2 separate regions of the Mus musculus genome follow, and region 1 is linked to region 2. Evidence: chromatin contacts called from public promoter capture Hi-C data. All regions are on one chromosome and are shown on one strand. The core of a region is the stretch at or near the end of the contact, and the rest is flanking DNA. Distances in the headings are between cores, read along the strand shown. Region 1 has its middle 39 kb from the start of Six6. Region 2 holds the start of Lrrc9 (leucine rich repeat containing 9).

Region 1 (5,999 bases), core at 481-2,980, 540 kb after region 2:
GTCCCCAGGTGTACATTTTAACATGGGATCTGCATTTCCCCCGTCCCCTGGTCTTTTGAAACATCCATAAACACCTAATAACTTTTCTTACCAGAAATACTGCTTCGATTGTATTTTAAAAAGAAAAAAGAAAGAAAGAAAGAAAAAAAAACCGTAAACTGCAATTCAGCGCCTGAGAACAGCCCCTCCCACCTCCACTCCAGTCTTCCCAACCCCCCTTCGCCTCCCCCAACCCCACCCTCCCATCCCCAGCAAAGGAGATTCCAAAAGTTCGTTAGGCCATCCCAAACCACAAAATAAAAACTCAGGGGATTTAAATAGTAAATACCATATTTTCCAAGAACGCCTGAATACCTTTAAGTAAAAATTATCTATTCCCCCAGTAAGATAGGAGGTGGAACTCCGGAGAGGGAGTTCTTTTCAGTCAGATGTAAATACACGCAAAGCACGGAGAGGGAGAGGGCTAAGAAAACAGCTTTTCAGTTCAAACGCAAAGATAACAGGACGCCAGGATCTTCGGGTGACCGCAGCCCTTACAGCAGAGCAGCAGCACCACCTGGCGTACAAGAAAGCTCTCTGCTCTGTTTTCTTCTGGCTAGGCAGCCTGTCTCCACAGCTCAGAGACACTGTCACAGGGCCCCAGCTGCAAGACAGTCAGTCTCCTCACTGACCCTGTTGTGATCGTTGTGGTCGCTGGCCCACCGATCCTGTTGTGAGTGACTGGTCTCTGGCCCACCTGTTGACAGCAATCTCTTTCGGACAAGAGCCCATCTTCCATCTTGTTATGAGTACCCCAGCCTGCAGCATGGAACTTGGCAAACGATAGAGATTCAGAAATGGCTCACAAATGAAAGATTCGGTTAAATGTTCAGTTGGGGGAAACAAATCACTCCTACTACCAATACCAAATGTTTCCCATCAACTAACTCTGCAGGTTAAATTGTAGACGTTTAGAATTCAGTTAAATCCAAGAAATTAAACAAGCTTTGAGCTATAAAAGTGCACTGAAGTGACTGGAAATGCCAGTGGAAAATACAGTACTCACAACTGGCTTATCTGAAATAAGTAAAAATTCCTTAACTAGGAAACCCAAGTCCTAACATGCAAAGCAATTCATCAGAATTATGGTACAAATTCCCACAAATCACACTTAAATCACATCTGAAATGCTAGGACCAATGCAAGATACTTAAAAATTTGTCTGATAGGGCTGGCGAGATGGCTCAGTGGGTAAGAGCACTGACTGCTCTTCCAAAGGTCCTGTGTTCAAATCCCAGCAACCACATGGTGGCTCACAACCACCCGTAATGAGATCTGACACCCTCTTCTGGTGTGTCTGAAATCAGCTACAGTGTACTTATGTATAATAATAAATAAATCTTTGGGCTAGAGCAAGTAGAGTAGACTAGAAGGAACGGGCTGACCGGAATGAGCAGAGGTCCTAAAAATTCAATTCCCAACAATCACATGAAGGCTCACAACCATCTGTACAGCTACAGTGTACTCACATACATTAAATAAATAAAGAAATAAATAAACAAATAAATAAATCTTTTTTTTTTAAATATGCCTGATAGACTAAATGCATCGCAGCCAATGCATGGGCATCCTTCATCTGTCAACAACCACAGCAGCAAACTTTCAAGAAGGCTTTCAAGAACAGCCTCTCCATCCAAAACTTATGAATTCCAAGGCCAGAGAACAGTATGACTAATTGTAACTAAAATAAAAACCAGCTGCTTGAAGCACGCCAGTAAGCACACATAAAATGCTGAGAGCCGTGCTCTGTGTTGTGTGGGGCTAGAGCAAGGTACAGAATGGTACCTTGGAAGCAGAGGTAAGTTTAAACCAGCTGCAGCCTGTGCCCAGGGAAGACTCTATGCTACTAATGTCTCACTACAAACTGTCAAGGGCGAGAAGAATTCCTGGTGGGATTCCATGGCAGAAGTCACACTGGTCATATCTTTTTCAAGGAACCAACTCCTGAAACAATGTCACCAAAAGGCTGGAAACATGATTTGTCTATTTCCTCATGGATGGAAATTAGTTTTTAGCTGTTTAGTACCCATCATCTATGAATTACATGAGAAAACACACAAAGTGGCCCTTCATGCTTCTAACGTTATTATTGCTTGCTTTCTTTCTTAAATGTGCCAGGTAAATGTTAGAGAACAGATACTTTTGTAACTTCAGGAGAAACATATCAAAACACTAATGTTAAAACTTAAAAGCAAGCCAGGCCTAGTGACACTCACTTTTAATTGCAGTACCTCAAGAGATAGAGCCAGGCAGATCTCTGTGACTTCAAGGACAGCCTGGTCTATATAATAAGTTCCAAGACAGCCAGAACTACATAGAGAGACCCTGTCTTGAAAAAAGAAAGAAAGAAAAAAAACTCATAGATAAAAATTTAAAAGGAACTCTCTGGTAGTTAAATTCTGTTTGGAATTGAGGATGGTTTTTGTTGTTGTTGTTGTTGTTTTAATTCACACACACACACACACATACACACACACACACACACACACACACACAGGCACACACGCACTTACACACAGCCATGCATAGGGACTGTAGCTTCGGTTTACAGAATGTTTGCTTAGCATGCACAAAGCCCTGAGTTCAATCGCCTGAGCCTTATGAGCCAGGCATGGTGGAATACAGCTGAAATCCCAGCACTTAGGAGGTAGAGGCAGGAAGATCTGGAGTCCAAGGCATTGTTCAGTGACATAGGAAGTTTTGGGGCTAGCCTGAACTCAATAGTTATCATAATAGCCAGTCACTCTGAGTGTGGTGGTGGATGCTTGTAATTCCAGTACTTGGGAGGCAGAGGCAGGAGGATCACCACAGGCTCAAAGCAACAAACAAACAAACAAACAAACAAACTATTCATCATGAAACGCCACAGGGAAGGGAAGCTGTGCTTTGTCATTGTCCTGGCAATGTCGGTAATCTGGACCTAAAATGAATGGCACAGTTGTACACACAGCTGTGGGAAGGCTGTGTCTGTTTTCTTTGAATATTTGCAGATTAAGGGCACACAAGAGATGCTTGGGTGCTGTGTGGACATTTGTGCTTGTTATCTTTCACAGCAGCCACACTGAAATAACTATCTGCCCCCAACCCCACCCCAGACAAGGAAATCAAGTCCTGGGGACTCAGATACCTTAGCTACCCGGAGCCAGTACGTATGTCAGGGTGAAGGGTTTTATCTCTAAGACTCTGCTAAGCATGTAATGTGAAAAGGAGACATAAAACAACCCGCAGAATGCAGCTGGAAAGAGAAAATGCTCTATTGAACTCCACCGAGCTAAAGGAGGAGAGAGTCATTTACAAAGTGCTCCAGTTTCATGTCTCCGCAGGTGAGGGGGCACAGTGTCACCACCAACAGGAATAGATAAGACTGATCATGCGGACGAAATAGCAGACCGAGGAACCTAGCTCCTACACAAACCTCTTATACAGAATTGCTCCATCCATGCTCAGCTTCAGAGAATAAGGGCACCCTCTAGCTCCGTGATTTCTAAACATAAACCAGGAGGCTCTAAGAGCATCTGTCCTGAGCTTGCTGTGAGCCAGGCTTTGTCTTGAGAGTCTCTTTACATAAGCACTACTATCTCATTTAATCATAGGCAAGACAGTGCTGAGCTAATATGACAAAGGTCACTTTTCTGGGAAGTCGGAGATTTAGGAAAATAGTTGTGCCAGGGCCCCAAGCAAATCCATGGAATCCGGATCTCTCGAGATAAGGTCAGAGCACTAGTGATTTGGTTGAAGTCTTGCCTGAGTAAAGGCTAGTATGAAGCCAGGCTTGGAAGCAAGGCAATTTCACACACCCCGAGACTCTGGGATGCAGCTGACATCTTTAACCTACTCATCCCCAGATGATTCCTGGGTGGGTCCACCATCACATACGGCAGTGGCTCTCCTCGGGCTTTAGCATCCATCAAAACTTGCTGGGAGCCTGTGTTTCCATGAAGTTACCCATGATGCTTCTAATCCTGACTCGAAGGAACCACGTTTCTGCCATTGGGGGGGGGGGGAAGCTATGTTTAGACATGAATATTAACATAAACAAATGGGGGGGCACTGTTGGGGTAAAACTTTCCTAATGGAATCTGAAGTTTCACAGCTACAGCGGCAGACACTAATAAATCCAGACTTGGAAATCCGAGGCAGTAGAATCCTGATTTTTAAAACCACCCTGGGCTAGAGACCCTATTTTCTAAACTCATTGTTTTAAATTTCAAATAATTTATGCATTGTGACATAACATTCTTGTTTTCCAAGCTGTGAAATATAAAGCCCATATTTAATTCATTTGTCTGTACCAAAAACCTACTAGGCATCTGGCTAGATTTTTGCCCATGGCCTTAATCACCAACCTCGAAACTGTACACTTGTACTTCTGAAAATAAACTGTACACTTCTGAAAAACGTTTACTTGCGAATACCTACATAATGGAGTCCAGGTTACTTTAACAGATCTGTAGTTGAGAAGATAGATGTAGGCCAGGTATATAAAGTTGAGACTCATGTGCATAAGAAAATATAAGTGGTGGGATTAAATGGACTTTTTTAAAGGTTATTTTGGCCCAGGCATGCATTATATGACCTGCTGATCTCTTTGCTTGGAGCCTCTGGTAAGGTTGGCACTTGGCAGAATGACGATACTTATGTCACGGGCCAAAGAGCAAACAAGGGTAAAGAAATGGTCAGAGTCCTACAATCATCTCCACAGGCACACCCCGGAGACCTAAGTGTCGCCAACTGGGCTCCATTCCCAAAGGTCCATCACCTCCCAACACTGTCACCCTTCAGACCAAGCCTGTAAGACAACATCCAAACTCCAGCAGCTCCTTCCAGGAACACGATGGGATTGTAGCTCTCTGCTTTCCTTAAAGCTAAGAATGGCCGTGTAATTTGCTTTGACCAGTGAAGAGTGGCAGAAGACACGTGGGTCCCGGGTGGACATTATTCCAGTTACCAGTGCTCCATTGTCCTGAGAACAAGGACAAGGAGACAAGGAGCAGCAAGTCCCTCTCCTCACTAATTCAAAATCCTAGCACTCTGAGTTAACACCAGCCTGGTGAAGAGATTGAGTTCCAAGGAAACCAGGACTTGATGAATAGAACAAAGAATGAACCATTGGTAGTGGGGACAGCATTTAAGTGCCCCCCCAGGTGTATGTGCAAGCACATGCGTGTGTGTGTGTGTGTGTGTGTGTGTGTGTGTGTGTGTGTACAGGTGTCTGTAAGTAAGGTATCAGAAGCTCTTAGCATGTTGTCTACGCATGACTGCAGCATTACCCCTGACATTCGCATTGTTGATGCTGTCTGTGTAAGAGCCTTGAGAGGTTTCTGAGAAATGGGCCACCACAAAAGCAGTACTTTACTCTGGCAGCTTTGCACAAGGGAACTTACGAAAACACAAACATGAAGTAATTGATTAGGCAGTGGTCCCAAAGGGTGGCAGAAAGAGGAGAAAAACAAAATCTGCTCCAACTAGCATCTTTTCTCATCCATCAACCCTTCACATGGCCGCAGGTGGACACTCGTAAGAAGAAAGTGGTTCTTCACTAAGACCTATAACAATAGTGCTTGATAATTCTGTTAGTTATTAAGGGATTACTGTAGTGGTCTCTGGAGTGATTTATATTATTGTGCTTTTGTGAGAAAGAATTGGGCAGCAGAGGGACCTTTTATCCAGCCCCTTAGCTTGTTCGATTTAGACTCTGGGGCTTTACTGGTATCCTCAGCAATTCTCTCTAGAAACTGGGAGTTAGTCAGCTTCCCATAACCAGATAAAATGCCTAGAGAACTAATTTATGGATGAAAAGGGGCTTTTCTGGGGTTGGGGGGAATCATAGTTTTAGAGGCTCCAGTCCATGATGGGTTTACCCCATTGCTTTTGGCCAATGATAAGGCAGCATACCATGGAGGAAGTGCCTGCCACAGAACCACTTACATCATAAGCCAGGGAGCAAAGAGAGGTTGTGT
Region 2 (5,761 bases), core at 3,070-5,569:
ATGAGGTTAGGATCTAGGCAATAGCTGGGGAAGGAATGAAAATGGAGAAGGGCTTTGTGTGAGCTGTTGGTAATATGCTGAGGCCCAAGAATATGATGGGGGCTTTATGCCTAAGTTCTAAGTGCAGAAAAGATGGAGGTGGGGTTCTCCCTCACGAGAACCAGCTGTCTCTCCTGTGGAGTAAGCCTCCCTCTCTGGCTTAAATCCATTGTCCTTGGGCTGGTGCCTAGAGCAAAATGCAAACCGAACGGGAAGGGTGAAGTCAGCTGAGACAGAAGTCCCTTTTTCTGTTCATTAATTATGTACCAGCAAATCATAGCCAAAGCCTAACTCTTTTAGGTGGAAACCGTAGATGTAGGATTATGTCGACCTAATTAAAATTTTGCCCAGCACAGCTTCTAAGTTTTAATTGTATCCTAATGTATTCATCTCCTAGAATTGGAATAGTCATTGCTAGCCATTAATAAGCGGGCCTTTAAAGATGACTTTGTAAGAAGCACATAATTACCCCTTCCACTGCTTGAGTAAGTTTTGAATTGTGTTCCATTTGTGGGTTTTTGTGACATGTAAAATTCAAGCACGAGGCAGTGAACTTTTACACACAGTCTAATGAAATCATTAGCTGGGAAGGCGTCATCTGTACAAAGATAAAAACATGAAATTCAAATTAGCGCTTAAAGTTCCCAGACTTTTCATTCTTCCGACTTGCCATTCTTCTTTTCCTAATGATGGGTTTCTTGAATAAATAAATTTAATAGTCAATCCAAAAGACTTTAATTAATGAATGGTTGCATCATTCAAGCTTTTCTTTTCTTTTGATTTTTTTCTTTTTATTGAAAATAGATTTTTTTTCCTTGAATAGCATACACTGATTATGGTTTTGTTCTCCCCACCTCCCCTCCCGTCTGGATCCACCCTCTTTATGTGTCTAAATAGTAAACGAACAGTCTTCTTAAGGATAACATAAGATGTGAGCTAAAACAAGAACTAACACATCTGAATAGGGCAAAACAAACTAACAGAAGGAAAAGAACCCAAGAGAAAGCACAGATACAGATGCAGAGACCCCCACTCGTTCACACATTAAGGAATCCCATAAAAACACTAAACTACAAGCCATAATGTGGATGAGAAGAACCGGTAGAGCAAAATAACAACAATAATAGCAATAGTAAAATAATAATAATAATTAATAATATTAAAAGCAAAATGGGGGGGGGAGGTAGAAAAGGCCCTGACACAGCATTCTGAGACAAGGAACTTCCCAAGATGTCACTGAGTTCATTTTCTGTTGATCATCTACCGCTGGGCGCGCAGCCTACCTTGAAGAGTAGTTTGTTTCCACAGCGAGACTCCCTTGAAGAAAACTAAATTCTCACTGGCAAATGATAACTATTAGAGATTGCTTTGGGGTTAGAGACGGGAACATATGTCCACTTCTCTCAGCTCTGCTAGTGAGTTCACTTCCATTTACAGACACATAAAAAAATGTATCATCTGTCAACCTCAAATGATGAATAATCAATGAGATTAGTGAAAGCTGGTCGCACCTTTCCGCTTTAAGCAACATCTGGAAAATTGAAACAAACAGTCTTAACAGATTACTTTGGACAAAGGATTTAATTTGGCAAACCACCAAAGGTTTTTCCTCTGAGCCTGTAAAGGATGCTAACACAAGTCCTGCTGCCAAAGTCAATGAGCTTTTCCTAGAGAAAAAGAGCACTCTTCCCGTCATGGGTGGGTATGAGTCTCCAGTCTGCTTTCTTATACAATCCATAAGGGGGAACTGCCCACAATGCCCTGGGCCCTCCCACATCAATCGTTCATAAGAAGATGCTCAATAGAAAAACTGCTTGCTGTGCAAATGTGAGGACTGGACTTCAAGGCTCAGAACCCAAATAAAAACTTGGTTAGGTCGTGAGTGCTTGCCTGTAATCCCAGCTGGGGAGGGAGGAAAGAGTAGATGTCTGAACCCCACTGGTCAGACAGACAGGCAGACAGACAGACAGACTACCGTAATAGCAGGAGCACTGGCTTCAGCGAGACCCTGTCTCAGGAAACAAGATGGAAGGCTCCTGAAGAATCGTTAGAGTTGGCCTCATCGTATGCGAGCTCTCACATAATCTGTTTTTATATAAAAAGTACAGAGTGCATATTAACACTACCTCTTGCAGGGGAAATCACAACAGATTCGTATACTTCAAAACTAAATAGTGTATTCTGATAACCTCTGTACTCCCATCCCCGAACACTGCATTCTTCCTGTTCTGGTTTGTTTCTAATACTATGATAAGGATCATGACCAAAAAGCAATTTAGATAGCAAAGGGTTTATTTCATCTTATGACTCGATCAGCAAAGAAGAGTCAGGCTGGAAAATCAGAAAAAAAAAAAGGGGGGGGGGTGGAGGGAACCTGTGGGCAGGGCAGGGGCTGAAGCAGATCCATGGAGAAACTCTGTCTACTGGCTCCCTCTCCCTCCATGGCTTTCTGTCTTCTTATACAATCCAGAAACACCTGCCCAAAGGTGGAATTACCGACAGTGGCCTGGGTCCTCCCACATCAATTGTTAATAAGAAGATGCAATACAGGCTTGCCTTCAGGCCAATCTGATGGAGGCATTTGCTCAATTAAGGTTTGGATCAAATCGACAAAACAAGCAAACAAAAAAGATGATTCAAACAAAAAACTAAACCAGCAAACCCCAAAGTGAGAATTTTAATCTAACTGATCTATGATGGAAATTTCTTTAAAGTTTACAAATTGAAACTATCCTCCTATTTAATCTTTATATTCTAAACAAAGGCTTCTTCAAGCATAGGTTATCTTGTTCAACTAGATTTTCAGCGAGATAGTAAAAATAAAACCGGAATCAGATTTCAAACAGACAGACAAAACAAAAAAACAAGCAAGCCAAAAACAAACAAACAAACAAAAAACAAACAAACCTGGCATCGCTTTTACCATAAGCCACAAATAGTTTAATCGGCTTACTTTTGATCTGTTGCTGACAGGAAGGAACAGTGTTCAGTGAAATGAAAATAGAGAGGGAGAATTAATTCACTTCTTCAGTGAATGTGTTTACAGACAGCAAACTCATCGGATGCATCCAACTCTTAAGTTATTAAATAGAAATATTTAGCCGGGCGTGGTGACACATGCTTTTAATCCCAGCACTTGGGAGGCAGAGACAGGCGAATTTCTGAGTTCGAGGCCAGCTTGGTCTACAAAGTGAGTTCCAGGACAGCCAGGGCTACACAGAGAAACTCAAAAAAACAAACAAACAAACAAACAAAAATATAAACAAAAAATAAGAAAGAAAGAAAAACGAAATATTTATAATGTTTAGATTTTCTTGAGAAAGCAATTGAAAGCTAGGCTGAGTGAAGCAGCAGATGCTAGTTTGCAAGAGGACCCGAAGGTCATAAATACTAACACATCCCCACTGAATTATAAAAATGAGTGCAGTGCTGTCAAGAGTTTTGTCAATTTGATACAAAACTAGACACAACGACAGAATCTCAACTGAGGAACTGCCCCTATCAGATTGTCCTGAGAGCATATCTTTTTTTTTTTTTTTTTTTTTTTGATTAATGACTGATAGGAGAGAGCCCAGCCCACTGTGGACAGTGCCTCTCCTGAGCAGGTCGTCCTGGCTTGTATAAGAGAGCCACCTGAACCCCATAGTATTTCTCCACTGCTCCTAGCTGGGCTGACTCCCCTGCTGAAGGACTGTGATCTGATCATATAAAGCCAAATAAACCCTCATCTCAAGTTGCGTCCGGTCATGGTGTTTATTTCTTGCAATAGACAGCAAACAACGACATGCCCGGTCCAAAATAACCTAATGCAAGCCTCCCAAGCAATTATAAATTGTCCTGGTAGCCAGATTTTCAACGTAACAAACAAAACATAACCTTATTTAACTCAGTGCACCCCAAAATAGTTTAACATGTGATCGATACAAAAATCATTAACAAAGTCGTTTCCATTGCATCTCTGCATACCAAGCGTTTAAGTTTTGGTCTATTTTCCTATATACGTCAGTTCAGACTACCGCTTTTAAAGGGCACATACGCGGCTGTGGCTAGTGGCTAACTCTAGTAGACGTTGTGGTTGATTTGGTTTGTTTTATAAGTTCATTGCTTTCTCAGCCAGTCTCCCCCTGTCCTCTTAACTTGTATTCTATCTTGTAAATTATTGCCTCCTGAGAATTTTGGCAAATTAAGACACTCGAAAGCCTGCCTGAGAACTCCTAAAAGACCAGTGGGGGTCGATTGCTTGGAGACGTTCCTGGGCGCGCGGTCTGGCGCTTGCCCTTGGGGGCTCACCGGGCTCTTGGTGGCCTCAGCTGCGCAGCAGCTGGGACCGAGGCCATCAGCGGCGGAAGGGGAACCGTCTTATGACCTCACTGCTCCACGCCATGCTGGGGATCAAGACCAGTTAGTACTGCTGACTTCGAGGCTCCAGGTGTCAAAAACTTTAACTGTGAAAATGCCAGGACCAGGTCCCCACCGCCTAGCCCACAAACTGTCACTGTCCTCGGAAGGAAACAAAGTGAACACCCAAGACTAAGAACTAGGCAGCGACCGGCTGCCACCGCTCCGCGGGAGTCTTAACAAAGGTGGGAGGGGAGGTCTTCCGGAAGGGGGCGGGGGAGGGTCTTCCCTGCTTAAGTTAATTGGTTGTAGTTTGCTACCACGTGATGCAGGCAAGGATGGGCGGCTGATTTCCCCGTCCTCGCCATCCCCTTCCTGACCCAGAGGTCAAGGGAGGCGGAGAGAGGGTTTCCTAGACAACCGCAGTGGGCGGTCAGTACACAGCAGGCCCGGGGCTGGTGTCAGCTGCAGGAAGGGATTTGGGAGGTCGGAGTGCACTCTGACCTGCCTAGGACAGCCCTGGAATCCATCCTCTCTCTGGAATAAGGTACTGAGTATCGGTCTTCTGGTTGCCTCTAGGTGTCCCTCCCCTGTAGGAAGGACTAGGGAGTCACATGGAGGAAATCTCCCAGCAGCACACAGGTCAGGGGACCTATGTGATGGTGCAGTGGGGGTTATAGTAATATTGTGATGGTAGTTATAATAATAAAAAATAATAGTGATACTTCAGAGAAGGATCCTAGGAAAAAGGAAAAAATGATGTGCCCTAGGCTCGGGCAACTACTGGACTGAAAGACTCAAGGGATACTGATCATCTAGAAATAGGAGGGCCTTTATGTGAACCACCAGGGAGAACTGTTGGGTTCTGGCTCCTTTATACTCAAGGGAGAAAACAGTTGGACCACCTAGGGCTTCTGTTGGGCAGAAAGGTGATAGTTTCTTAGATTAAATGCTCACTCAGCTTTGCTGGCAGACAGTTCTTTACGGACCAGTTAGTACTGTGTTACAAATTGCCATGCAGAACAGTGTTTACAGTCATGTTGGGTAGGATGTGTGTGGTATGACAGTTCATTGGAACCATTTGATAAGTTATGTCGTGTCAGCCGTAGTTCCTGTCCTCGGTGAACATGTTAGGAGGAAGGACCTGCAAGTATCACAATACAATGTGACAGACAGTAGCCATGCAGAGGACATGTGCTAACCTTACCCAGTCACATGAAAGAGAATGTTTACAATAAGACCAAAGAGGATGCAAGTCTTCGAAGAAGACTCAAGGCACTCTTTAAGGATATATGGAGTATAGAGTCAAGGACAGAAGATATTTCAAGGAGAGGAAGAAGTATGTGCTGAAGTACAGCCATGCTAGCTATCATAGGACTAGAGT

Evidence for each region. Promoter capture Hi-C pulls out the DNA fragments that hold promoters and counts their contacts.
Region 1: a promoter capture Hi-C map of the C10 cell line shows a contact between it and region 2, with 5 times the contacts expected there. The contact joins the enhancer-like site here to the promoter of Lrrc9 in region 2. A contact is called at or near these places in 15 of 39 promoter capture datasets (the 3T3-L1 cell line, 3T3-L1-derived adipocytes, the C10 cell line and 10 more) and 3 of 115 datasets of contacts at active chromatin or transcription factors (embryonic stem cells, epiblast stem cells and stem cell-derived neural progenitor cells).

The regions. Positions count from the first base shown.
Region 1 is chr12:72,976,356-72,982,354 of GRCm38.p6, forward strand. No RefSeq gene overlaps it. Among named protein-coding and RNA genes, the nearest start is that of Six6, 39 kb to the left of the region's middle. Within about 2 kb of position 1,731, at least 8 of the 459 cell types and tissues checked have an H3K27ac peak or open chromatin away from gene starts, as enhancers often do.
Region 2 is chr12:72,437,547-72,443,307 of GRCm38.p6, forward strand. It overlaps Lrrc9 (leucine rich repeat containing 9), which reads left to right and starts at 4,320. Exons shown (of 32, transcript NM_001142728.1): 1 at 4,320-4,622.